5 separate regions of the Mus musculus genome follow, and regions 2, 3, 4 and 5 are each linked to region 1. The links are chromatin contacts, called in public promoter capture Hi-C maps. All regions are on one chromosome and are shown on one strand. The core of a region is the stretch at or near the end of the contact, and the rest is flanking DNA. Distances in the headings are between cores, read along the strand shown.

Region 1 (4,877 bases), core at 1,681-4,180:
GGTCCATCCTTTCGTCTTAGCTCCAAACTTTGTCTCTGTAACTCCTTCTATGGGTGTTTTGTTCCCAATTCTAAGAAGGGGCAAAGTGACCACACTTTGGTCTTCATTCTTCTTGAGATTCATGTCTCAGAAAATTGGACATAGTACTACTGGAGGATCCCGCAATACCTCTCCTGGGCATATATCCAGAAGATGTTCCAACCGGTAAGGACACATGCTCCACTATGTTCATAGCAGCCTTATTTATAATAACCAGAAGCTGGAAAGAACCCAGATGCCCCTCAGCAGAGGAATGGATACAGAAAATGTGGTACATTTACACAATGGAGTACTACTCAGATATTAATATGCACTCACTGATAAGTGGATATTAGTCCAGAAACTTAGAATACCCAAGATACAAGTTTCAAAAAATATCAATCCTTTTTTTAATCACGAACTTATAATAAGATAAACCATTTTTTTTCCCTTCAGAGTTTGAAAATCTAACTTTTCACAGGATCTGGATCCAGTATTTTCTACATGAGAAGGGTCGTTTCCCTGTAAAGCAATCCGGCATGATGAACATGTTTCTGGTCTCTGTTGTGTCAATTAAATTCAAGCTTGCCTGAGAAGACTTTCAGAACTAAGTAAGTGTTTTGTAAGTGAGTTTTGCTGTGTTTGGGACATTCGCGTAAAGGTGCACTCAGGTTGCATGGCCATTACAGATTTAGGATCTTTTTTGTCCGTTGGTAGAGCCTTGGGTAGCAAGTTCATGGCTCAAGAGTCTTTCCTAAGGTACAGACCAGTGATGGAGCATGTGCTTAATATGACTGGACACTGGGTTCACTCCCCGGCACAGGGCACACACAGGATGTTCATGCTGTATGCATGCATAAATAAATATCTATACCATCAATTTTTAAAAATGAAGATAAAAGATGATCTTGCAAAATCCAACCTCACCAGCAGTGTGGTTCAAACGGCAGCTTACAGAAGAGTACAAAGTCGGCAGGTAGACATCCCTGCTGTGCACTCTGGGAGCACCAAGTCGCACAAAGTAACTAACCTTTCAATACAATTATTCAGGTCAAGACAAGGAAAGAAATCAGGTCTTCAGCTAAATTATATTTTAAGTACTCAGTTGACGAAGGTGTCCATCAGCCAAGATTCTGATCCCTGCAAATTTAGAATTTTCTGTCACTGTAAAAAGTTCTATCAGATATCATTGCTACAAAAAAAGTTCTGGCTCTCTCAGTGAAGAAAAGAGGAATGTGGTATCAGGAAAGATCCTTGGCACATACCAACAGCCCCAGCACTTGGGAACCTGTGTAAAGACTTCTCTTTGTTCACTAAATAAATAGGACAGATAAAAAAATATCAGGGCTTTTAAATACGAGGCAGGAGATTCCATTTAGACCTAATAAATAAGCAAATAACTAACAGGACTTCTAAATATGAGGCAGGAGAGCTATTTGGAAAGCTGTCCTGGGACTTAAAATACAGGTTTAATAGCGAAGAAATCATTTTTTTTCCATTTTAATTAAAACAAGCAAAGCAAGTGCATGGCTAAGAGGACAGTGCCTAACCATTTAATGAGGTAGATTATTTTACAGAAAAGAAGGCTCCACTAAGGGGTATTGATGGGCAGCCACAGGTTTCAGCCTGAATTGGATGAATAATTAGTAGTGCTAATTAGAGCGCATGACCTCATTTGACTGCTGAATCAACTCCAGTCAGTTATTGCCTTAGATAAACGATGTTCGTTTACAGCACACGGCTCCAGAGCATTTCCAAAAGCACATGATCTAATTCCCTGTGAACCAACAATCCCAGACTGCCATAAGGAAGAGTCCATCTCGCGTTAAATCAGTGACATTTCTGTGGTAAAGAGAAGCATCATTACTTTACTGAACATGTATCCCCAACCCTTTTTTCGCACAAACCTAGCCCCAAATTATTCCTCTAAAAATCTTATTTTCAGTCTAGGTTGGTAGCAAGCTAACTTCCGGCACTCAGAAGGCAGAAGCAGGAAGATCTTTGAGATCATCGCCTGCTTGGTTTACATAGCTAGTTCCAGACCATCCAGGACAACACTAGTGTGACCCTGTCTTTAAAAAAGCAAGCAAGCAAACAAAATCCATTATTATTATTATTATTATTATTATTATTATATTTTTTAATAATACGGCATGCTCGGCAAACGCTCTGCTCAGCTATACCCGAACCCCGTTTTTACTTTGTTTGATTTGAGACAGTCTCGCCAAGCTTTTCTAGGCAGACTTTAAACTCGCTTCAGAGCTCAGTCAAGCTTTAAACTTGTGCTAGATCCCTCCCATTCATTTAAAATTTTTTCAAGTTTTAGTTAGACAATAGGACCATAAATATCACGTGGGTCAGGTAGCACGTGACCTGCCCACACGCGTTTACCTTAGACAGATTACCAACCAGGCAGCAGCTATCGAAATAGTTCGTATTTCTCCAAGGTAAAAGCTTTCAACATTCCGTGGAAAAGTCTCAAGTCCAAGGATTCTAAGGTTTACGTGTTAAGTATCCACTTAATATTTTATTAAGCTACATTCATTCTTTCTAAAAAATTTACTACTTTCGTTTCATTACTGGTATATCTGCTTTTTCTCCCGACTACTTTAAAGTTTTAAGCAGCTCCTCCCCTGCGTTTAAGATAGTGCCGGCGCTCGATCAATGCCGCCTGCTCTAGTTTAAAGATTTCATTTCTGGTTTCCTTTAATTTCCTCCAATCTGAGTGCAGCTTCGCCTGTCTCTGGGCTGACGTCACGAGTGCTGGCACTTACTTGCTCTGCGAGTTTTCCCGAGGAGCTGAAGGTTGCAGGGCGGCTCTCAGACCCAGGGGCACCTTAGACTCAGGTGACCTGGTGGGGTCTCACTGCGCTGACTCTTCCCTGGACGCGTGCGGACTTCCTGCCGGAATCTGAAGGGAGACCGGAGTCCCTCCCAGGCGGAGGCTCAGGACACCCTCCCAGCGGAGGGCTGGAGCTCAGTCAGGTGACTAAGGAGTCCTCAGGCCCTCTGTCAGTCAGCGAGTTAACTAGAGAGTGTCGTGCCCCCCCCCCCCCCCCCCCTTTAAAGAAGAGCTCGTTCAGTGAGTAGCAAGTCACCTTCTGCTAAACACCACACCTTTAATTGTGCAGTTTGTGGATGAGACAAAGCCGGAGCTACCTCACACAGTTACAAAATAAATGCTCATTCCATCCCGGTTTGCCTTTGTTGTTAGGCAATCTCTCCTAATTTGCACTCCCAACTCTCATTCCCCCTTTTTAAAGTTGAGACAGCTTATTCCGAAGTTGCCTAGACTGGCTTAACGCTCACTCCACAGCCCAAGTAGACTCTGTGATCCTCCTGCCTCAGCCTCCCATGTAGCTGGAATCATGAGCTTAGACAAATGTAAACAATTAATGTGTGCTACTGTAATGTGAACTAAATGCCTTTGTGGCTTGCTGGCACATTTCAGTAGACAAGGGAGGTGGCTTTATACAAATCCATACACTGGAGTTGCGGAAAATAAAGCTTGGCCCGGGAGGTAATTTCTTTGAAAATAGCTTCCAGGAAGCTTTCCTGTGAAACCAGGCTGTGCATCACGTTCCAGAGCAGTAGCTGTATCCCACCCCACCTAAAGAGCTGTAAGAATCAAGAGCAATGGACAGGAGTGCAGGCTTCGGACATCCGATTGAGATTCAGAGGTAAAAGCAACCACTAGCATATGATGTAGATTTACCTGCCTCTTCTGTAGCTGAAAACCACGTGTGTGTGTGTGTGTGTGTGTGACTGTGTGCGTGCGCGTGTGTGTGTATGTGTGCGCGCACGTCCATATGTGTGTCTGTGTGTGCGCTCGTGTGTGTGTGTGTGTGTGTGTGTGTGTGTGTTTGTGTGTGTGTGTGTTCATCTCTCTCTGTCTCCCTCTCTCCCTCTCTCCCTCTCTCTCTCTCTCTCTCTCTCTCTCTCTCTCTCTCTCTGTGCATGTGTTCGTGTGAGTGTGTGTGTGTGACTGTGTGCGTGTGTGTGTGCGTGCATGTGTGTGTATGTGTGCGCGCGCGTCCATATGTGTCTGTGTGCGCGCTCTTGTGTGTGTGTGTGTGTGTGTGTGTGTGTGTGTGTGTGTGTGTGACAGACCTCTCCTAGACAGCAAGGCTGTCTCTCTAGGCCGGATACTAGCACAGCAGAAGACACAGATGTGAACTTCAAGAAGAGGAAGTGCTAGGTCCTGGCCTAGTCTGAGTTTGAGGCAGGCAGGCCTCTTGGAGTGGATTAAGCTGACACCATCCACTATCTGGTCATGTGAGATTCACAAGAAAGAGAAGAAAAGTGGAGACGTTAGGAGATAAGGTTTCTTGAAAGGAAGCCTTGCTTTTCAACTCTACATCCATCAGAGAACTGCACTGGGAGGCAGAGTATCATGAAGAAAGAAAGAAGGTCATTTTCTTAAGAGAAATGATTAATTTAGTGATTGAAAAAATCGAGAAACTTCCTGTTTATGTGCACACATAAACAGGCAGAGATTTGCTTATTAAGTTTAACTTTATGTACTTTGCAATTAATTTCTTTAAATTTTTCCACATTAAATTAAGGTGTTTTGGCAACAACCATAATGTATATGCAGAGGACCTAACGCAGACCCATGGCAGGCTCTGTAATTGCCGGTTCAATCTCCGTGAGCCTCTATGAGCCCTGCTTAGTTGATTCTGTGGGCCGTGTTCTTGTGTTCCTCTGGTTCCTACAATTCCCCGCCTCTTCCACGGGGTCTCCGGAGCCCAAGGGGAGGAACCCAGTGGAGATCTCCAATTTGGGCTCTATGAAACTAATGTTTGACTGTGGGTCTATGCATCTGTTCCTCTCAGCTGTCAGAGGAAGCCCAACTGAGT
Region 2 (4,877 bases), core at 1,235-3,734, 2.7 Mb after region 1:
CTCAATACACATCTGCTGCTCTGTCATACTGAATGGCTACCAAGTTGAGAACACCCCAGGCTTCCCCATGTGGTGAACTGAGGACTCTGCCGTTCTTCCGGTCATTCAGAAGGTTCATTCTCCCTTTAATCACTGCCCACAGTGTGACTGTTCCAGTTTACCAACCTAGGACAGCCATCTCTAAAGACCTTTTGTTTAATCTCACAGTGCACCCTCTGGTACAGTAAAGCTACTCAATTATTGGACAAAACCAATACAAAGCTAAAGGAGAATACAATTTTATTAATAACTACTGCCACCTTTTTAATACAAAGTATAATTTCAATTCCCTTCTTGAATAAATGTAAAAACACAAAGGATTCCTTGCCTTGCTATAGCAGCCTCAGGTTTGTTTGCTTGTTCTTAGTCTGGTACTTGCTACTTGCTTCTTCAAGAAGGTTGCCCTAAGACCCTATTAAATCAGTTCCTGATTACAACCTCTGAAATCGCCTGTCAGTATGCTCCACATAGAATTCTTTTTCTCAAATGCTCATATCTCCCCTGCCCCTGCGCTACACACACACACACACACACACACACACACACACACACACACACACTCACACACACACTTCTAGGGGCCTGGGAACTTTCTGTGTGTTTTCCTTTGTTGCTATACTGGTCCATTCTATACAAGTCAACATAGATTTCAAACAGAACGTTCCAGGGATACCAGCCCCACTGCCCATTATGAAAACATGGCATTTGAACCCTGGCCCCTTTGATTGGCTGTCCCATTTTCCCTAAGCTAAGAGACTGACTTCATGGAGCAGTTACTCAGACCATCCACGGCAACCAGAGTTGAGCAGACTTGCAAAAGTTGCACCCACGAGCTGAGTGTAAGCACAGATTTAAGGGCACTGGGAAGAGAAGCGCATTTGATTTATTGACTACTTCCTTTTTTTTCTTTTCAATCACATTTTCTTCCCTCTGAAATCCTTTCGCTGGAGTCTTACAGCTCCTCTGCAGGAATGGCTATCGATCTGCAAGCTATTACCCTGTGAACACTCTGAGCTGCATGCAGGCACAGTACTAGCCCTGGGCTGGGCAAAGCACTACCCAGGACACAGAATGTATCATTCACAACAGCACTTCTGGAAAAGTAGGAGAGTGAAAGAGAACGTGAGGGTAGACACTGCCACGCGTGACACTCCTGAGGCCCCCAGTCAAACCAGAAAGAGGCAAGGGGGAGAGCCTTTCCTTGAAACAAGGCAAAATGAGACATTCAGGTTATTCAAGAAATTCAAAACTCTGAATAGCGCTGTTCTCTTGAACAGGTGCCCCTTGACTGAGTTTATTACAGAAGCAGTCAGTGTAGAAAGGGAAATGATGCTTTTTTCCTTCTGACGCTCTAGGTGCTTTCTTTAATAAGCCAGAAACCTTCTCCTGCTTTAACTACATGCTGAAATCACTGGAATTGCAAGTTATTTCTGAGATAGAGTCACTCCAGGTGGGCAAAGTGTGACATCCCTGTCTAGCCCTCCTTCCAGTATTGTTTTCCCAGGGAAAACCCCCAAGTTCCATGCTACAAACTATAGTTGCCTGCACCTGTTGGATCTCCTGTGAGGGGAGATGCGGTCTTTAACACTGCAACATACAGGGCATTATTGTTTGCCTAAGTAGAGATGGATGGATCATCTGAAAAGTCAGCGAATGCTTCTCTTTCCTGTATTTGTGCTTCCTGTCTTTGACAGTAGTGTAGTCTCTTAAATGACACTGGGATTTTAATGACTAGTCTCTACTAAGAATGACATTTAAATATTACTGCCCCACCACCACCACCACCATGCCACACAACCACAGACTTCTACTAGTAGGTGACCCCATCTTGGGGAAATGAATGGAAGCCTAAATAAATCTCTATTTTTGAACAGCCTTAGAAAACCCTACATGATCTTGCACTTCAGAAAGTGCTTGAGTTTTAAAGAGGGGGCAAAGTCATATCTTACTGTCTCATACTGTAGCGCTCAATCAAGGAACAGTCTATAACCTTCAGCAGAAAAGAAAAAGTCCAGCAAAAGAAGAAAAGCGAAGTGGTACTAGCCCACCTAGTTCCAGTGTTCCACTTAATGCCTGGAGGGGTGGGCGGCTCCCCTTCGGAACACATCCCCATGCCCTCTTACCCCTGACAGGACCCGGGGCTCCTCTAGGGCTGTTCATGATCTCAGAAGGAGAACTGGAGTTTGAACTTACTTACTGTATTGACTCTTGCGCGTTCCTTCTCAGATGAGGAATCCAGGAATTTCAAGCAAGGGATTATCTAAACAGCCAGTCTGGAGACAGTCCTGGGAGGCACCCAAAGCAGGTCCGATTTGGTGTGAGCCAGCAAGTGAGATCAGAAGCAGGAGCGGCAAAGCGGAACAGCTGCAATGCTGTGCCTGCTCGGCTTCTCGGTGGACCTCTAAAGCCACTCGATCAGGGACCCCGCACTGCACAGCTCAGAGCCCCGGGTAGGAGTGGGTGGGGAGGGAGGAGGATCGGAGATAGAAGTGGAGAGAAACGCCGCCCTGGAAGGAAAGGACACAGGTAGGGGAACTGCGGAGCGAGGGAGTGAGGCAGATAAGTTCCCCGTAGTCAGAGACTGGAGATTAGTGTCCTCCAACCTTAGTTGCACGCTATGCAGCGTAGCGCCTCATCGTTCCTCGCCACCACTCCCTGCAGCTGCTATTCACTCCACTTAGGAGTTCACCTAATCTGCAGAGAAAAGTGCAGGGCAGTGGCGAACCCCGATGCAGGGAGGGAGCTGTGGTCCCTGGCTATGTGAACAGCGACAGACACCTCAGGCTTGCGGGTGTGGGCTGGAGAGAGGTTCCACACTTGGGGTGGAGGGGCAGAATCCCACTCTGGGCTAGGAGTTTCCTTGTGTAAAAACCAAGGAGGAGAACGAACTCCTCGCAGAAGCTGGATCCCAAGGACAAACAGCCAGCGCGCCCTGCCACACAGCGCAGGCACAGGAACTGTGGTTAACACGAGTCCAGTGCCTGGGGGACGGGAGCAGCAAAGCCCTTAACAGGTGTCCCTGGAACCCTGCGCCTTCAGATCACAAGCCCAGGTGTCCCAGCGGAACACTGGCAAAACTGTCCCTCGGGAAGAACGTAGAGAACAGCAGTGGGTCGTAAAACAGTCTTTCTTTGTCCAATTAGTTGACTTCAAAATTCTTCGCCTTTAGTTCTTGCACCATTCGAGATTTCGAGAGAGCAGGGAGACCATGCCTCGGGAAATGTTCCTCAGGAGTGAAGCCCGAAGGCTGAAAGAGGACATGCAGGACTTTCAGTCACGCTAGAGGGCTGTTTCAACCTTACCCTGCAAACTCTTCATTCACCAGCAGTCTTTCCAGAGGTTTGCTACAAGTCTCTTTTCCTTCAGATTTTAAAGGGGGCAGTAGAGACTTGAAAGCCAGGAAGCCAGGCTTGTCTTAACCACCGTGTCTCTCAGAGCTGCACAAGTCACCTCGCTGCATTGGATCACTCTTCTTGTTGTTTTCTTTTCTTTCTTTCTTTTTTAATTTATAAAATAAGGATGGCCACATTAGTTCTCAGAATGTCTCTGAAGGATACAAAACAATGATTCGATTTAGATTAGGTGTCTCGAAAAAAAAAAGTTATACTTAACCTATTTTTAAAAGACAAGTACTCCCCCACGTAGTAATAATTACTCCTTTATTGGGAAATGGATTTTCAGTCCCGTGGCCACTGAAAGTCACACACCCTAATTATAGGTCATAAGAAGTATAGAATCTGATATCAATCTTCAATTCATGTGACATCATGCTAAAGAAGCTACCTATAAAACAGTGTTTCGTGGGCCTTTCAATTACCAGTACATAAAAGGCAGCAGGCCTGCGAGAAGCCATGATGTTTTACACACTCTGCTTAAAGTCCTTTTTGTAAGCATTTTTTTGGTTTAGGGAAGTATCTCTTGTTCGCACATATGCTTTCAGTTGAACAGATTCCTTTTTTAAAAAAGAGACACTGGGGAATGAGTAACTCCTGTGGCCTCACAAGAGCTGGGAATTGCTCTGCCTCTGAGCTTCAGATTCATACTTTTTTTCTGTTTTTGGTTTTTTTGCTTTGTTTGAGGACTGCATCTTACTAAGTTGCCCAGGCTGACCCAGTGTTCTCTATGTAGCCCAGGCAGGCCTTGAACCTACTTAACCTCCCTAGGAGTCAGTGTTGCAGGCAGCACCATCAGGTTCAGCTCTCTGTGCTTCTTAATATTGGGACGGTGAAGGAAGGACTCTGTGTGTCTAACAAGTTCAACTTTTGAAAACTGACATAGAAGCAAATGACCAAAACAAATCTGATGAGCAGGGTTGCTGAACATAATAGTTTTGGAGGATTTTAACCTATTTTTCAAGCAGTGATTGCACAAAACACTCTTCTCTCATAGCAATGATTAACAAAGGCTTCTAAGCGGCCCTTTCTGAAAACTGAACTCACTTCCTTATAGGCATGCCAGCGTCTTAAATGATTCACATGCTCCATACCCCTCTGATCTGTAACTCCAATAATAACAAAGAACACAGGACTTAAGTCTTTCAATAAAGTACAGATTGGATGAGAAGCTGATCTGGGAGGTGAAAGTCCTTCCACCGTGCAGCACACTATCGACATAGCTATGCCAACTTATGACACTGCACAGTCCGGTTCTAAGGAAAGGCCTTTAAGGCACACATGTTACAAGCTATAGGAACAATGAACAGCTCTGAGGAAGGACCCTCAGCCTGTGAAGCTGCTGAATTAATGATAGTCTAAATGGAAACAGGACAAGATTATCAAACCAGATTCCTCTCTTGATGAGTAGTTCAGTTCTTTGGGCAATTCCATACCTTTCCAGAA
Region 3 (4,877 bases), core at 1,410-3,909, 2.5 Mb after region 1:
TATTTATCAACTTGCTTTTCTCAAAACAGAGAGATTCTCCAAAATTAAAAAAGGACTTGTTTAGTAACAGCAGAACATTGTGATCTGAACATGTAAATTATGGACGCATGAAAGGACCTTGGAGAACAGGACCCAAATGGGGTATTTTGAAACAATAATCTTCAGTCTCTGGTTAATAAAAAGTGGGATGTCATTTCCAGTCTGAACAGATAGGTGCTGGCCGCAGATGTCTTGCAGAAGTACTTCTGGTCTGGGTGACATCTGAAGCAGAGGGTTATGGCCATCTTTAGTGGTATCAGTCAACCATGCAGACACCTTCTTTCACAACATCAAAGCATTGTTTGCTTTTTGTTTGTTTTGTCTTTTTGACACAGGGTTTCTTTGTGTAGCCCTGGCTGTCCTGGAACTCACTCTGTAGACCCGGCTGGCCTCAAACTCAGAAATCTGCCTGCCTCTGCCTCCCAAGTGCTGGGATTAAAGGCGTGCATCACCACTGCCTGGCTCATTATTTGCTTTTAAGTTTAAGGTTGACCAAAGTGACTCCATTTTAATTTTGATAATGTTGATATTTCTTTCAAATAGTGATGTTAAGTTTTTCCCACATACAGAAAAAAATACACTTAAGTCACCACAGATCACTACAATGAGGTGGCTTTCCTTGTGACTCTGATGTTCCCCTTTGTGAGTCTCTCCCTGGCCACAGTGCCTTCCCCCCACAATTCTGCAACTTGTATCTGAACTCAGCCTTCAACCTGCAAGAGCTGTGGGGACTCATGTCTTACAGCATACCATCCAGTGCCCATAGACTGCTCCCATGATGATTGTGAGCACAGACCCTTGTTCCTTTAAACAATTTTTTCTGATCTCTAACCTGTACCACAAGCCACAGAACAACTAACTTTGTGCTAAGCGAGGATTAGGAACTGCTGAATAAAAGTCACATCTCAATTTCTTTGTGATATGAAAAGGGGTCTTCGTCTACCCTATATCCTGCCCAAACACATGCAGGCATGCACAGGTGCTCATGCAGGTGCACACATGCACACACACAAAGACACACACACACCAAAACCAAAAGGCAACCTGAAGAATCACTGACAGTAAATTATCTTGAGCACTAACTAAAAGCAGTTCCTGTGCTGAGCCACTCAAAACCATGGTTAGGTGGGTCCATATACTGGACTTCAGGTCCAGCCTTCTCTCCCATACTTAGTACTCAACTCAAACTCACATGTGTAACAACTGAATTGCTGCTAGAAAGAATTCTCTTTAGAGCCTCTCACTTTGTGCTTGTGGCAAACAACCATCCGAAACCCATTCCCATTGTGTGCAACCCGGCCCTATTGGTAGCTGGGAACTCAGTGTTCTCTATCATTGATGTTGTTGTAAGTTTATTTTTGTAAGTCATGCCTACATTAAAGTTATATCAGTTAAATGAATACCAAATGAATAGAGCCCTTACACATTATCTAAAAATTAGTTCTTCCCATTTGGGTACCCGCCGTGGGTACAGGGCCTTTATCAGAATCATAGATGTTAATAAAATGTAGGATAGAAAAGCTAACAGTAACTGGTGAAAATAGAAAATCTTTTCCTTATGCAGATATTCACTTAAAAATAGTTAAAAACAACATAATTAGCCAAAACAAATTTACCAACCAAGAACAAGTTGAAAAACTTAAACTAGGCTTTTTAAAGGAGTTATTGCAAATATTACTTAGAAACCTTTTTCTCACTGAACTTCATATTTGTTTTTGTGTATTTAAAGATCTATTTGTCAGGGTTATTTTTTAAAAGAAACATTGTGGAGATACAGAAACAAGTTTAGTCACTTGTTAATGAATTGATTTCGACATACCTTTTTCAAGTTAAAAATAGATGAAGTCTGTGTAACTTTAAAAGTTTAAGTGTTTTGTGTATTAATAAATTATTAAATGGCAAAGATAGTGATACTGTCAGCAGTACTTTTTCCAGCCTTCTCCCCTGTGTTTTATTTGCTGACTTCTTTTTAACCAGATTATCTACTAAATATAGAAAGGGTAAACTTTTCACCAAAGATGTAAAACAGGCTCTGGGCTGTGTGTGCTTATGGGATACTTTAGCACACACACCCCTACCCCTACTCTCTGCCTCCTCCTCCTCCGCCCCCCCCCCCCCAACTGCATTACTTACAAGAAACGCTCCTATGTAATATTAACTGAATGCGATTCTAAACATTTCCCAATATTTCGCTATATATTGTATTCGGTATTCACTGCAATCCTTTAAGGAGACAGTCTTATTAGTTTCTTATCAAATCATAGAGATCTTATTTTGCATATTCCAAGAATCAAACGTGCAGTTTAACTCCGACGATTGCAAACGTCACTACTACGTCGTTCTGTTGAGTCCGCTGACACTGCACTGACTCACGCATTCCACGTTCTAACTAGCAAAAGGAAGCTTTGCATCGTGGTCACGCAATACCTGCCTATAAACAAGGACTCTGAGCAGGGGCAATCAAGGTTCCTTGTGGCGTGATGGCAGAGGGCCGGTCTTGTTTCCTAGGTAACAGCCATTGCACACAAGCTGATAGGGCACCGCGCTCCCAACACCTCCACCAGTGATGTCACTTCCTTGGTCTGTGCGGTTGTCCCAGCGACGCCGGCGGAAAGGCGGTGTTGGGTACCCAAGAGACCAGGCGGTTGGAAGTCACTTCCTCCCGGGGACGCTGTTGCCTAGCAACCGCCTTCTGCCTCCATCTTTTGCCCCGCCTCCAGGTTATTCCAATACCTGGTTTCCCAGACCGCGAGGCCCGGGCCGGGGGCGACACCTGTGCTAGAGCATAGCCGCTGGGTTCTCAGGTGGTCACAGGGGCCCGGGTGCACGGGGAGCGGGGTGGATGCAGGAGGCGCGGGCCGTGGTACGTGGAGGAACGGAGGGGACCGTGCTGGGTGTGCGGGGCCCTGGCGCGTGCTGGGCCGGGAGCCGCGCGGAGCTGGGATGCGGACGCCGCCTGGCCAGCCCGGGGAGCTCTGGGCGGTGGCCGGCGATCCAAATGGGCCTCCGACGTCGCGCGCTGGAAGCCTGATGTGCTGCAACTTAGTGTGGAGATGTGTGTGTAACAGCAAACGAATGGTTTGGGAAAATGTCGCTGCTGCTTGTGGTTAAGCATCGTTTTGAATACTGTTATGTGCAAGCCATTTCCGGGGCTGGGAACCTTGACAGTCCTCTTGGTTGCAGCTTGAACTAAGTCGTGGTGGCGTCCGCAATGCTGTGTGTTTTTAATAATGGAAAGTGAAATTGTTTGGCAACATTTTGTTATTATGTAGTTCATTCATCCTTCTAGTGGATGTAGAACAGTAATAACTTCCTCATGGATTTTCTTTTCGTGAAAACCAATTTGTTGTGAAATTTTTATGTACTTAACATAAAACGCTCTTAACGTTTTTAGGTGAATATATTGTACAATGATTAGAGCGATTTCTCTTTGGAGCGGGGTTGTGGGGCACTAATCCCAGGAACAGTGTCTTGATCATGTAAAAACGTCTAATTCTTTAAAATATTTATATGTATATTTCAGCCACCATCAGAGGTTGAATGAATTATTTCAGTAATTTATTAACTGTTGTATAAAAGCAGAGAAAAAGGACACACCATGTCCGATGAAATCTTCAGCACAACTTTGGCGTACACCAAGAGTCCAAAGGCTACCAAGAGAACTTCCTTTCAGGTAAAACGCTGCAAAGCATTTGGTTTTGATTATGCTGCTGCCTAGCCCTTGCTGGTTCTCACAAGATCTGGCATGACGTGGGAGGAGTTCTTGCTTCACTGTTAGTGTGTTGTAGGTCATCTGTCAACTTTGGGCTCCAGTATTGAAACACCCCTCTCTGTAGGATCCTGTCTTCAATATTTGGTTTCTAAGTTGCAAGCCAAAGAGCGACTTCAGAGCTTGGCTCTCTTTAGATTTTGGTTTTCTGTCGTAAGCGTCACAAGGTCTGACTGTGCCAATGCTGCATCCAACTCTTGTTCCCGTGTTTATCACATTATGCCCATCTCTGTAATACACTTCAAGGACCAGTTTGAGGCTGAGGGTCTGCCTCAGTGGTAGGCTATCAAAGTAGCCTGTCATGCTTGTCAAACCTAAGCACTTCCCTCCCTCAAAATGTAGGCATCTGTAACAGAATGTCAGTTTCTAGTAAATCCAATTAAATTGATGCCCCTATCATTCATTAGCATTTAGCGAAGATTGTAACCTGCAATTAATCTATCTAATACTAGTAGTCACTTCCTATTTATTTACCAGTCCCGAGGAAATGGCTCAATTCTGCGCTGAGTCTGATGACGTGGGTACGTTGTACAGCGTAGGCTTAGAGTAAAGTTGGGTGAATGAACTTAAATGTGAATGTAGAATAACCGAGTATAGTTGTTTTAAGATCTAAGTACGAGACATCCCTGCTTGAATGGGAATTGATGTTAGTTACTGATCTCGTTGCAGGATGAGCTGATCAGAGCCATTACAGCCCGGTCAGCCAGGCAGAGAAGTTCCGAATACTCCGATGACTTTGACAGTGACGAGATTGGTATGTAAGTGAATAGACAAATGAGCCAGGGTCCTGTGTTTTGCTGTCTTAGTTGCATTTCACCTATCCCATAACCTCTCATGATGGATGCCTGTGAATTCACTAGCTTCAGAATTCTATGTGTGCAGTGAGTTAGGAAGCCACTCTTAATTTTCAAGGAGATCACAAATTATCTCTACTTATTTCTGAATGTAAATTTAAAACTATTACTAGGTCTATAGTAAAATGCTACCTTAGGACTAAGCTGTCTTTGGAAGTAGTTTCATCTTTAAGTTCAACTTTAAGAATTCTATATCTGTAATTGCAACCGGGGTT
Region 4 (4,877 bases), core at 1,579-4,078, 2.3 Mb after region 1:
CACCACACACTTCTATTAAGTAAACATCACAGCACTAAGCTTGCTAAGCGATACATTTAATACTTTATTTATGAGTCTATTTCCTATTAATTTTCTTCTTTTATTGGTTTATTCAGTATACAAAGCATGGGATTTCATTGTGGCCTTTTTGTGTATATGTATGTGTATAGTATACAGTGTTCAGAGTTGCCCACTGCCCTCCCCATCCTGTGGGTCTTCTCTTTCCTTAAAATGGTTTCTCCTTGTGTTTTCACATTGTACAGATCCAGTTGTTCTCTTTGTCTCCACTCCTCTTCTCTTTGGCTCCCTCCTTCCCTCCCTTCTCACAGTCATTTCATTCATACACATATAGAACTCTAGACTGCATATGAGAATGTCTGTTATGTCTTACGGCTGTCCACTGCCATTCATTTCTATGAAAACATCATAATTCTATTCCACTCTATGGAGGAACAAATGTGTAACTACCCAGCATGCACACATCCCGCATGATCTTCATCCATTCACTTGTTGCTAGGCACTGGAACGGCTCCATATCTTGGCTACTGGGTCTAGTAATTATCTCAGCAGTGGGCTGACACAAACTCTTTCCTGTATATACCTGAAGGAGTAGAGCTCAATCATGTGGTATTTCTATTTTTAGGTATGTTGAGGAACCTCCATTCTGACATCCACAGTAGCTTCCCAAGTTTACATTTTCCCAGGTAGTGTATACAGTTTCCTCACCCTCCTGCTCCTCACCAGCATTTGAAATGTTTAGCTATTGTATGTAGCACAACCCTTGAAGTCTTCTGCTAGTCTGCATCCACACCCTTTTGTACAGAGGCTAAGATTCGGACCAGAAAATGTTCAGCTTATCGGTGTTAACTTCTGTCGTTATTTTGCTGTGGGGTTCTAAATGCCAGTACTGCAGCGGAGTTTTTTCCATCTCCCTAAAAGTGCAACAGCTCAAATATTTGAGTATAGTTTCTGAGACTACAAGACTCCTCAAATAAATACATGGACCAGACCATTTAATAATCGGTAAAGGCCAAGTACTAGAGTTGCTTCAGAACTCCAGTTTCATGTCATCGTCCTTTGCCACCCTTGATCACTGCTACCTGACATGATACTTCCTGAAGGGGGACAACAGTCTAGGAAAAACAACAGATTGCTCTTTCTTTCATTATGAACAAAAACTCAAAACTGCTCATCTTGAAGTGTCTCCGAGAGCATGCAATAGAAAAGGTGAGCAGGGCTCCGACTAAGCCTGGCACTAGTCCGAATATAGACAAGAATTATTTTGGAACCGATGACCCTAAAAAACCATTATGATAATTTAAATGTAGGTAATCTATCTTCCTCTAAACCATGCAATATGTTGGAAATCAAGAGGCATCTAATCACTTCTGAGAGCGAGCTGGCAGCCATTTGATTTACCTCAGAAAATGTAAAGTGCTTTTTAAATGCAAAACGAAGGAATAACTCCCAGAAAGCAAAAGAAAGGCTCAGGAAACCCATACCCTGGAATCATGTGACCACACTGGGATGCAGCCCCTCACACAAAACTCACTTAGAGATAACACTGTGGACCCAGGACAGGCTGTCAACTCAGATAGGCCCGGGAGAATGTTGTGATGCCTGGCCATTACCTTCCAATGCATCTCAGTCAATAATAAGAGAAAAGCAGCTTAGAAGCAGTCACACTCACATACCCTTTGTGCAGGCACACTTTGCTCTGGTCCCAGCAGTGGCTGGAACTTTGCAGTTTGTATACTCTGGGGCTTTGAGCAGCTCCTCCATCCTCGGAGGAAAGCCCGCATGAGGGCCACAAGCTGGACTCTTAGGTCCTGGCGTCCTTGAATTGCTCCCGAGTGAAGGATGCCACCCAGCTGCCCAGGGCTGGCGGCCTTGCGTGGGAGACAGTCGCCCACGCCTCGCACGTTCCCACTGCGGGACCACAGAGCTCAGCCATAGCTGCTCCCTGACCGCTATCCCTCCCGGGAGTCCCTTCCTCGCTTCTCCCCAGCGTGGGAACAGTGATCTTGCTTCCCAGGGGTGAACGAGATCAGGGGAGGGTGTGGGAAAGGATTTAGCCAAGACTTGGTAGAGGGCTGTATGCACAGGGAGTCCCGGCCGGCCAGCGAGGGCACCGCTATCACTTACTTAGTGATATCCAGACCTGGGGACCGCAACCTCCTGGAGCTGCCACCCAGCAGAGCACAGCCGCACTAGATCACAGATGAAGGGCGGTGGCGCTGGTGATGGACTGAGAGGTGACACTGGAGTCGCACCTGTCGGTCCCGAGCGGGTTCACCCAGGGCACTCAAGGCCACACAGAGCACATCATGGTTAACCTGCGCTAGTGGCGCGGAGGGACCCACGAAACACCCCCAGAGCTGGTTCCCACCGTGCTGTAGTCACTTCTCGCCTTTGTTTTTCCCTGCCATGACCCAAAGAATTCTAGTCTGTCTCTTCCCTGCCGCACAGGACTTCTTCCCACGTCTCAGTACCGTGCCTCGTCCCCTTCTCCAGTCCCCAAACAGTAGAAAAGCAAACAGCTGAGCGAACCCACCATGATGCGATCACAGGAGGCCAGGGGCATCGGGCCAAAGGTGTCTTTGCTCCGCTGGCTCCCCAGGCTGTGCACTGCTGCTCTTCGCCTTGGGGTCCGGTCCGGCTGGCAGGCACTGGAGGAGGGCTGCCTAGAAGGCGGTGTGTGAGAAACCCGCGGCTCTGAGTCCCTCCCACTTCTCCCAGGCTCAGCTAGAGAACTGAGTCTGCTCCCGCCCAGTCGCCATCCTCCAAACCACCAAAGGCAGACACACACACACACACACACACACACACACACACACACACACACACACACACACACACACATAGCAGGGAAGGGGACAAGGAAGAGAAAAAAAGAGACTCTAAGAAAAGTTGAAAAGTTGGCACATTAAAACTAAAAACATTTTCTCTAGTACAAGCTGGTGCAGAACCACTGTAGTTTCCTGAATCTGAAACCTGGTGGGGAACTTTCTTTCTCCTTGGGTGGCTTTGGTGGCCTGGCTTTTAGGTTTGAGGCTACTCTACTCATTTCAAAGGTAATTTTGTGGTCACAAGAATATTTTTTTTTTTTTGAGTAAGGTCTTGCCTCTATTTGGTTCACTACACTCAGCCCTATTTGCTGTTAATGCATGTGTGTGTGCATAACTGTTCTTTTATTTTTAAATCATTGTTCATACACACATATGTGTACACACAAAAATGCACACACACACACACACACACACACACACACTTACTCCTGGTGTCTTTTTAATCCTCCAAGTCCAAGAAGTCTAAGACAAAAAGTTATCTTGACATATCTACTTTCGACTCATCATCGACTCTGGTCTCACTGAGGAGGCCCCACTCATATGAGAAACGTTTTGTCCAGTGAAAACAACCATAAGAATTGTCCTAAAGAATGGATGGGAGTAGACAGAAACAGAATTAGCCAGAAATGCCAAGACAGCTACAGGAACCAGGGAAACTTTGGCCTTAAGATGGAACCAAACCTCGTAGGTCCTTTGCTGGTTCTGTTTTGGGTTTTGTTGTTATTTTCTTGTCATTTCCAAAGCTTCTCTTACTCCCAGAGCAATTCATGAACTTCTCTTAGTTCAGCAGGAAAAGTGAAATCTATTCTCAGACCATGAACGTAAGGCCCAAAAGGAAACAAAAACAAAGGGACTCATAATGTAAAGCAGCCAGCCCTATCAGTTTTAAAGTAAATAAAACATGACAGAAACATTCATGTGGGGGGGGGGGCATCCCTCTGACAGATAAAATGTTTCTGAAATAATGGTGTCAGTGTGGGATCTTGAAGGGCCCTTCAGTTTTGCAAGAGGATATGTGGAAGGAACTGCTTGTTGGTAGCAGAGGAGACTGAACAAAGGGCCACAGGCAGGTGGCAAGGTGGTGGTGTGGTGGCCAGGAGATAAGATGGGGTAGAAGGTAAAGGTGAGTGGAGTGCAGGAGGATGCAGAGGGCACAGGGTGCTGTCTCTGCTGTACTGTTCATGTAAGGACTCCTGAGCTACCTTTCTACACTGATGTCCCTCTTTCCCATGGTCCTTCCCTTCTGAGATAGGACGTGCTGAGCAGATAAGGGACACTTTAGTCTTACAGCATCTTCAGATCTGACACTGATATAAGGATGGCATGTAGGGGAAAGCCCATGTGTCTTCACTCTATTGAGAATAGAAAACAGAAGAAGTCTCAGGAAGACTATGGCAAGGAAGTTTTGTATAAACTGTAGGCAAAAAAAAAAAAAAAAAAAAAAAAAAAAAAAAAGGATGCGTCTGCCACATGCAGAACTCCTGAGGGAGGCCTTGGTGAGTGCTGACTTCAGGTGAGGGGGGTTGGGGCAGCTTTCAGGAATGTCAGTAATGTGGGACTAGGCTTTTTGTCAACTTTTTCTGTTCAAAGGCTTTCCTAGTAGTCAGGATTGGGAAGAGAGAAAGAGAAAAGGAAAAAAGGAATTCAACCAACCAGGTAAAGATGTGTGTGTATGGAGAGGAGGCAAGCTAGGGACAAATAGCAAAGTCATGAGAGTTTACCATAAATGTTAACAAATACAGTTTCTCAGTGCAAACCGAGCCCTCTATAACCTCCTCTCCCTTTGCAAAAATGTCAATAAGTTAAATAGACCCATTATAAGCAATAAGTACATAAAAATATATTCGACAGTGAATATACTGGAATAATTAGGAAGTTCACAGCTTCCACTGGCTATTCCAACGGCACAGAAGTTCATTGTGATGACTTTTGGCCTGGTTAAGTTTCCGCATTTTTTCCCCATAAGTTCTTAATAATGAAGTTTAATGAAAAAAATGGAATTTAAATGAATAAAGGGTCATAGAGTTG
Region 5 (4,877 bases), core at 1,362-3,861, 2.1 Mb after region 1:
AACCTAGCACCTAGTTCTGCGAGCATCTTGAAGTTTTCTTATTTTTTGACTCCTCTTTGGTTGTGTCCCTCTGTGGGAAGCTTCTTTGTAATACGGGCATTAATGTTCACTGACAAAAGTGGGTGCTGTTGTTTTCAGATATTCATCTCTAGAGGTGTCGAAGTATGAACAAATATCAAAACTTTACACTTGCTTTCTTTTATTAAAATGAACCCTGCAGTTTAAAGGAATGCTTTGTTTACCAAATACAAACTTTTGTCCATATCTCCTTAGAAGCCTGCGCTGGTCCTATAACTGAGTTCTGGCCAATGAGATTCATACACCCAAAAGTGTTATTTCCTGGAAATCTTCTCAACAGGGATACAGAATTTCTCTTTTGTGTTTTATGCTGATTGGAATATGTGTTAAATATCTGGAAAGCCAAAAACATTGGTCCCTGACAAGACTGTAAAATAGATATATTTCATAGTAAAAGATATGGAAAGAGGGTGAGCTCCTAACATCCTGGAGTCCGGTACAGTCCTGGACTGTCAAACTCTCTTGCATTTAATGTCTGTGTGTATTCTTTTGTGATTGCTTTTAAACATATACTGATACAACACAGATTTAAAATGTCGTGTTTTACTTTTGCCTTACAAAGCTAAATTCTTGACCTGTGTCTATATCTTCCTTCAATAGGGGCCAAGAGGATGAAATGGCCAGAGCACTTCTGTCCTTCGGCCCTTTGGTTGTGATAGTTGATGCGATGAGCTGGCAGGATTATCTGGGGGGCATAATCCAACATCACTGCTCCAGTGGGGAGGCCAACCATGCCGTTCTCATCACAGGCTTTGATAGGACAGGTAAGTACTAGCGCCCCGAATCCTTCTCCAGATGGGGCTCATAACTAAGGCTGCCTGGACTGGACGCCACTGAGGTGTTCTGCTGTGCCTCACAAGTTGCCTGTCTCTGATTGTCCTCATGGAATTGTCTCGACAGATCAATCACGTTTTTACGGCTCCCTCTCTCCGCACCTCCCTCTCCCCCCTCCCGAGTGTGTGTGTGTGTGTGTGTGTGTGTGTGTGTGTGTGTGTGTGTGTATGTGTGTGTACACAACCCGTGCTGAGCCACAGCCTAGTCTGTGAATGATAATTTTATTCACATAAAGTGAATGTTTCATCTGTGATATTTAGAGTAAGTGTTGGCAGGAGTGAAAAACCTGATAGTTTATCAAATGTATTTAACACTCCACCTGCTAATTCCATGGGAACGAATTTGCCTTGGCCTATTTGCTTCTGTAATAACAGAGTCTGCCATATAGGATGACAGAATAAACAGTTCAAGTTTATGGAGCTGCCTGCAGAAAATAATTTGCAGAAAGTCAATGCACTTTATCACTGTATATTTATAGTATGCTTCTCTTGCAGCAATTACATTGATGGCATATTCAATTTAAATATGGAAATGTATTTGCTCCTAATCAATATGGGTTTATCAGTGTATCTGAGCATCTTAACCTTTGTAGGAAATACACCATATTGGATGGTGCGAAACTCCTGGGGATCCTCCTGGGGAGTAGAAGGCTATGCCCACGTGAAAATGGGAGGTAATGTTTGTGGTAAGTCATAAATTTGTGTTGAAAACTCAGGTTAAATATGAAGGGCTTTTTGAAAATATGATCATGACAGACTTGAGTGCTTCCTATGGGCTCAGTGCCCTTTTGTGGTGTTAATCTCTTTTGTGGTTGCTTATCCTGTTAATGAGAAATGAAGTGTTTCATAATACACTATTAAACACACATACAAAATGAAAAATATATTATATGTGTTTGTGTGTGTTAAAACACAAAATAAAACAATAATTTAACAAAACAACTACTTAAAAATAAACAGATTATATACTCCATCTAGGTTATTAAACTTCCCCAGAACATGCCCCTGCTCCGGTTTGACTTTTTACAACGTATGACTTGCCCTAATTGTTCAAGATGGCTAAGAGTAGCTGAGGCTATAGGTCGGTGTGAGGCCATTTGAGTAACATGCTCAAGGCCCTGGAGTTGATCTTCGATGTTGCAAAAGCAAGGGAAGCATGGAAAGAAAAAAATCAGGAATCAAGTTTTCTTTGTGTTAAAGTACGAAAATCTGTACAGCACACTTATTTTTGCTTAATTTGGACCTTGTCACCTGGAAAAGGCTTACAAAATGCCCATAGAAACCGCAAGACTTACCAAATAGGCAGATGCCTGTATAGTGTATAACAAACCTAACAAAAAAGCAAACAGAAAGAGGTGGTTCGGGGTTCTACCACTGATGCTGAAACCTGTATTCAGAACTGTAGTGTAAGATTGGGTCTGGAAAACCATCAAATTTTCTAAATCCTCGAGTTAAACTGAATTGCATGGAGAAACACTCATTTCTCGTTTTAATGATTTCTAACGATGTGGCCCACAAATCTTCACAACTTGCAGGCCCTTTATCCCTCTGAGACAGATAAAAGAGTTACAGCAAAATTTAAGAGTAGGTATTTTTGCTGCAATCTAGTGATCGCTGTTCACTTACCCCAGGGCATAGAGGCGATGAAAATTAGTAATTAACCTGTCCTACTAGACAGCCAAATGGATTCCATACTGGAAATAGCCAACTTCTCAGAGCAGAGGCCCCTGCTGCTCCATCATCCTCATGGCTGCTTTTGTGCCCTAGGAGCTCACAGCTGAGATTCAGCTGCCCAGGAGCCTCTGCTGCTGATTCACATAGCTTCTTAACGCAGCAGGGAGCTGTGTCTAGTTTGCTCTAAAAGTTGACTGTGTAGAAAGCTCTGCCAGGACTGTGGGTCTGGTGAGTCCAGTGCACACAGTGAAGATGTGGTTCACAACTGCCTTCACGGCTCTGCTTTTTCTCGCCTCCCAGATGTCTTCTTCCCTTTACCTGCTTCCACGGTCTGTGTCTCCAGAGGCCTCCTGGTTACTGATTGCCCTGGGATACAAATGCCTACCAACCTTATTTCCTGAACATTGTATACCCAGTGCCACCCACAGTATTACAATGAACAGGAACAAAAGGCAGAGACTATTCCATAATCCAAGCAAATTAAAAAATATTGGTCATTAAAATGAAATTTAGTTTTCAAATGGGCTCTTAACGCTCTTACTGTGATGGCTAGTTCTATATTCTGATGCACTAAGAAAGCTTATAAACACTTATGTTGTATTAAATCATAGTGAACTTCAAATCTAAGAGCTTACATTTTTAAACATTTTAAAATAAATTCCATAAGATATTTTAGGTATAAATATCCCTTAGGAAATACATATCATGGAAGAGTAGATCTAATATATGTTCGTGTATTATGGCTTGATTTTTAGAACAAAAATCTTAAGTGTTCTTCTATTGTTTGCCTTTAGTGTTGCCTTTCTTATACTGGCAGCTAAGCATAACTACTAATTTGGTAGTGGAAACTAACATATTTCAACATAAGTGAAAATTCAAATTGTCAAGCAAATTGTGCAGAGGAAATTTCTCTTAAAATTTTATCCTTCCTTACCTTTTGTACTAGGCATTGCAGACTCTGTAGCTGCTGTCTTTGTGTGATCATGAATTGTTTTGGATTCACCATGAGACAACTACGAAAATGATGCACTTCATAGTGTGATCCAACATCATACTCAACTCTAAGCATTATGCACCTTCAAGTTCCAACAATTTGTCTACAGAGAGGTTCTAAGAGCAAACTGGCATTTTGTAAAGCAACCTAGGACATTCTATTTTTTGCAAAGACATGGACAGCCAAACTTCATAGGAAATCCCCAGGACGTTGACTGATCAACGGACTCTGTGGGATAGTGTGCACCTCTGAGAGTTTGGTGGGATCAGAAGTCACATAGTATTCTCCTCCTGGAAGCAGTTGGGACTTTTGCTTGCTTGTTGTCTTTCTGGCTGTCTACATTAAGGAAGTATTTTGGTCAGGGTGAATTGAAGATATGATGAGCCTTTGTTTTTCCCTTGTGACTTATAATCACCAGTCTTAGATTACCTCATCTACAAGAACTCTCAACCTGATGCAATGTGTGCCTCATAATTAGAATGGCCTTCTGTTCCATGTGAACAGATTTGGAATATCAGTTGTTTTATTTCAGCAAATGGAACTTACTCTAGACAGTAGAACAAATGTGCACCAAGATGAAACAACGATGCACAAAGAGAATCCCATCTTCAGAGAGACAATCCAACTGGAGTTAAATAAACACGTGACAACAGTGTGATAAGGAGTACACTATGCCACTTCCAGGGAGTCATGATGTCTATAAAGCTTCACTTTTAAACACCCAAAATGTTTAGCTTCTTGCCTTCTTCCCTCTGAGGTAGAGAATGAAGTATTGTCCACATTTATTCCCTCTCTTGTCCTTTATGGTACAAGTCCTATGGTTTCCTGGTGGTTTACCTTCCAGTCCAAAGTAACTCAGTACCGTTGGTTGTATTCCATTTCTGTTACCCAATCTCTTACTTAAAAACAAAATCTCTGACACAGGCTCACATTGCTCCTTGTTTATGTCCTTCATTAGAATACCAGCATCAATAACAAAGCTCCTTACTCTTTTGTCTGTACCAGTGAGAAGCAATCTTGAATGTGCAGATCATGGAGGGTAAAGAAACGGCAGAAGACATTTCTTAAGGTTTTGAATAAAGTAGCCTAATTATCGAAGGAATCCAGGAAGGAATGTAGTTCAGCTATAGTGTTTCTTAATGACTTTCATTATGTTATCAGCAATGTTTCTAATACCCAGTTTCAAATGCAGATAAACTTGAAATTTTCAAAATCACTGTTACTCTTTAAGTATTCTGGATTGATAACATTTATAATAATACAACCTACATTTGACTTTGAATTAAAAGTAACTTATT

The links. Promoter capture Hi-C pulls out the DNA fragments that hold promoters and counts their contacts.
Region 2: a contact with region 1 is called in a promoter capture Hi-C map of hippocampal neurons, with 4 times the contacts expected there. The contact joins the promoter of Npy2r here to the promoter of Tmem144 in region 1.
Region 3: a promoter capture Hi-C map of pre-B cells shows a contact between it and region 1, with 7 times the contacts expected there. The contact joins the promoter of Map9 here to the promoter of Tmem144 in region 1. A contact is called at or near these places in 12 of 39 promoter capture datasets (the 3T3-L1 cell line, 3T3-L1-derived adipocytes, the C10 cell line and 8 more), 3 of 484 Hi-C or Micro-C datasets (CD4 T cells, CD8 T cells and pre-B cells), 4 of 115 datasets of contacts at active chromatin or transcription factors (astrocytes, large pre-B cells, stem cell-derived neural progenitor cells and 1 more) and 1 of 9 other capture datasets (liver).
Region 4: a contact with region 1 is called in a promoter capture Hi-C map of hippocampal neurons, with 2.6 times the contacts expected there. The contact joins the promoter of Gucy1a1 here to the promoter of Tmem144 in region 1. A contact is called at or near these places in 4 of 39 promoter capture datasets (the C10 cell line, frontonasal cranial neural crest, hippocampal neurons and 1 more).
Region 5: a promoter capture Hi-C map of second pharyngeal arch cranial neural crest shows a contact between it and region 1. The contact joins the enhancer-like site here to the promoter of Tmem144 in region 1. A contact is called at or near these places in 8 of 39 promoter capture datasets (the C10 cell line, the HPC-7 cell line, cranial neural crest and 5 more), 1 of 484 Hi-C or Micro-C datasets (ventricular fibroblasts), 2 of 115 datasets of contacts at active chromatin or transcription factors (bone marrow-derived macrophages and hepatocytes) and 1 of 9 other capture datasets (macrophages).

What each region holds. Positions count from the first base shown.
Region 1 is chr3:79,839,979-79,844,855 of GRCm38.p6, forward strand. It overlaps Tmem144 (transmembrane protein 144), which reads right to left and starts at 2,931. Exons shown (of 12, transcript NM_001379543.1): 1 at 2,793-2,931.
Region 2 is chr3:82,545,601-82,550,477 of GRCm38.p6, forward strand. It overlaps Npy2r (neuropeptide Y receptor Y2), which reads right to left and starts at 2,485. Exons shown (of 2, transcript NM_008731.3): 1 at 2,237-2,485.
Region 3 is chr3:82,355,413-82,360,289 of GRCm38.p6, forward strand. It overlaps Map9 (microtubule-associated protein 9), which reads left to right and starts at 2,660. Exons shown (of 14, transcript NM_001081230.1): 1 at 2,660-2,843; 2 at 3,563-3,712; 3 at 4,478-4,562. The coding sequence starts at 3,638.
Region 4 is chr3:82,143,118-82,147,994 of GRCm38.p6, forward strand. Gucy1a1 (guanylate cyclase 1, soluble, alpha 1) reads right to left here and starts at 2,829. Exons shown (of 9, transcript NM_021896.6): 1 at 2,555-2,829. It overlaps Gm29921 (a long non-coding RNA gene), which reads right to left. Exons shown (of 9, transcript XR_867373.2): 8 at 3,531-3,651; 9 at 3,281-3,432.
Region 5 is chr3:81,950,695-81,955,571 of GRCm38.p6, forward strand. It overlaps Ctso (cathepsin O), which reads left to right. Exons shown (of 8, transcript NM_177662.3): 6 at 679-842; 7 at 1,505-1,597; 8 at 3,532-4,877. The coding sequence ends at 3,566. Among named protein-coding and RNA genes, the nearest start is that of Ctso, 21 kb to the left of the region's middle. Within about 2 kb of position 2,612, at least 2 of the 459 cell types and tissues checked have an H3K27ac peak or open chromatin away from gene starts, as enhancers often do. A contact at or near this core is called in second pharyngeal arch cranial neural crest, where this site is marked.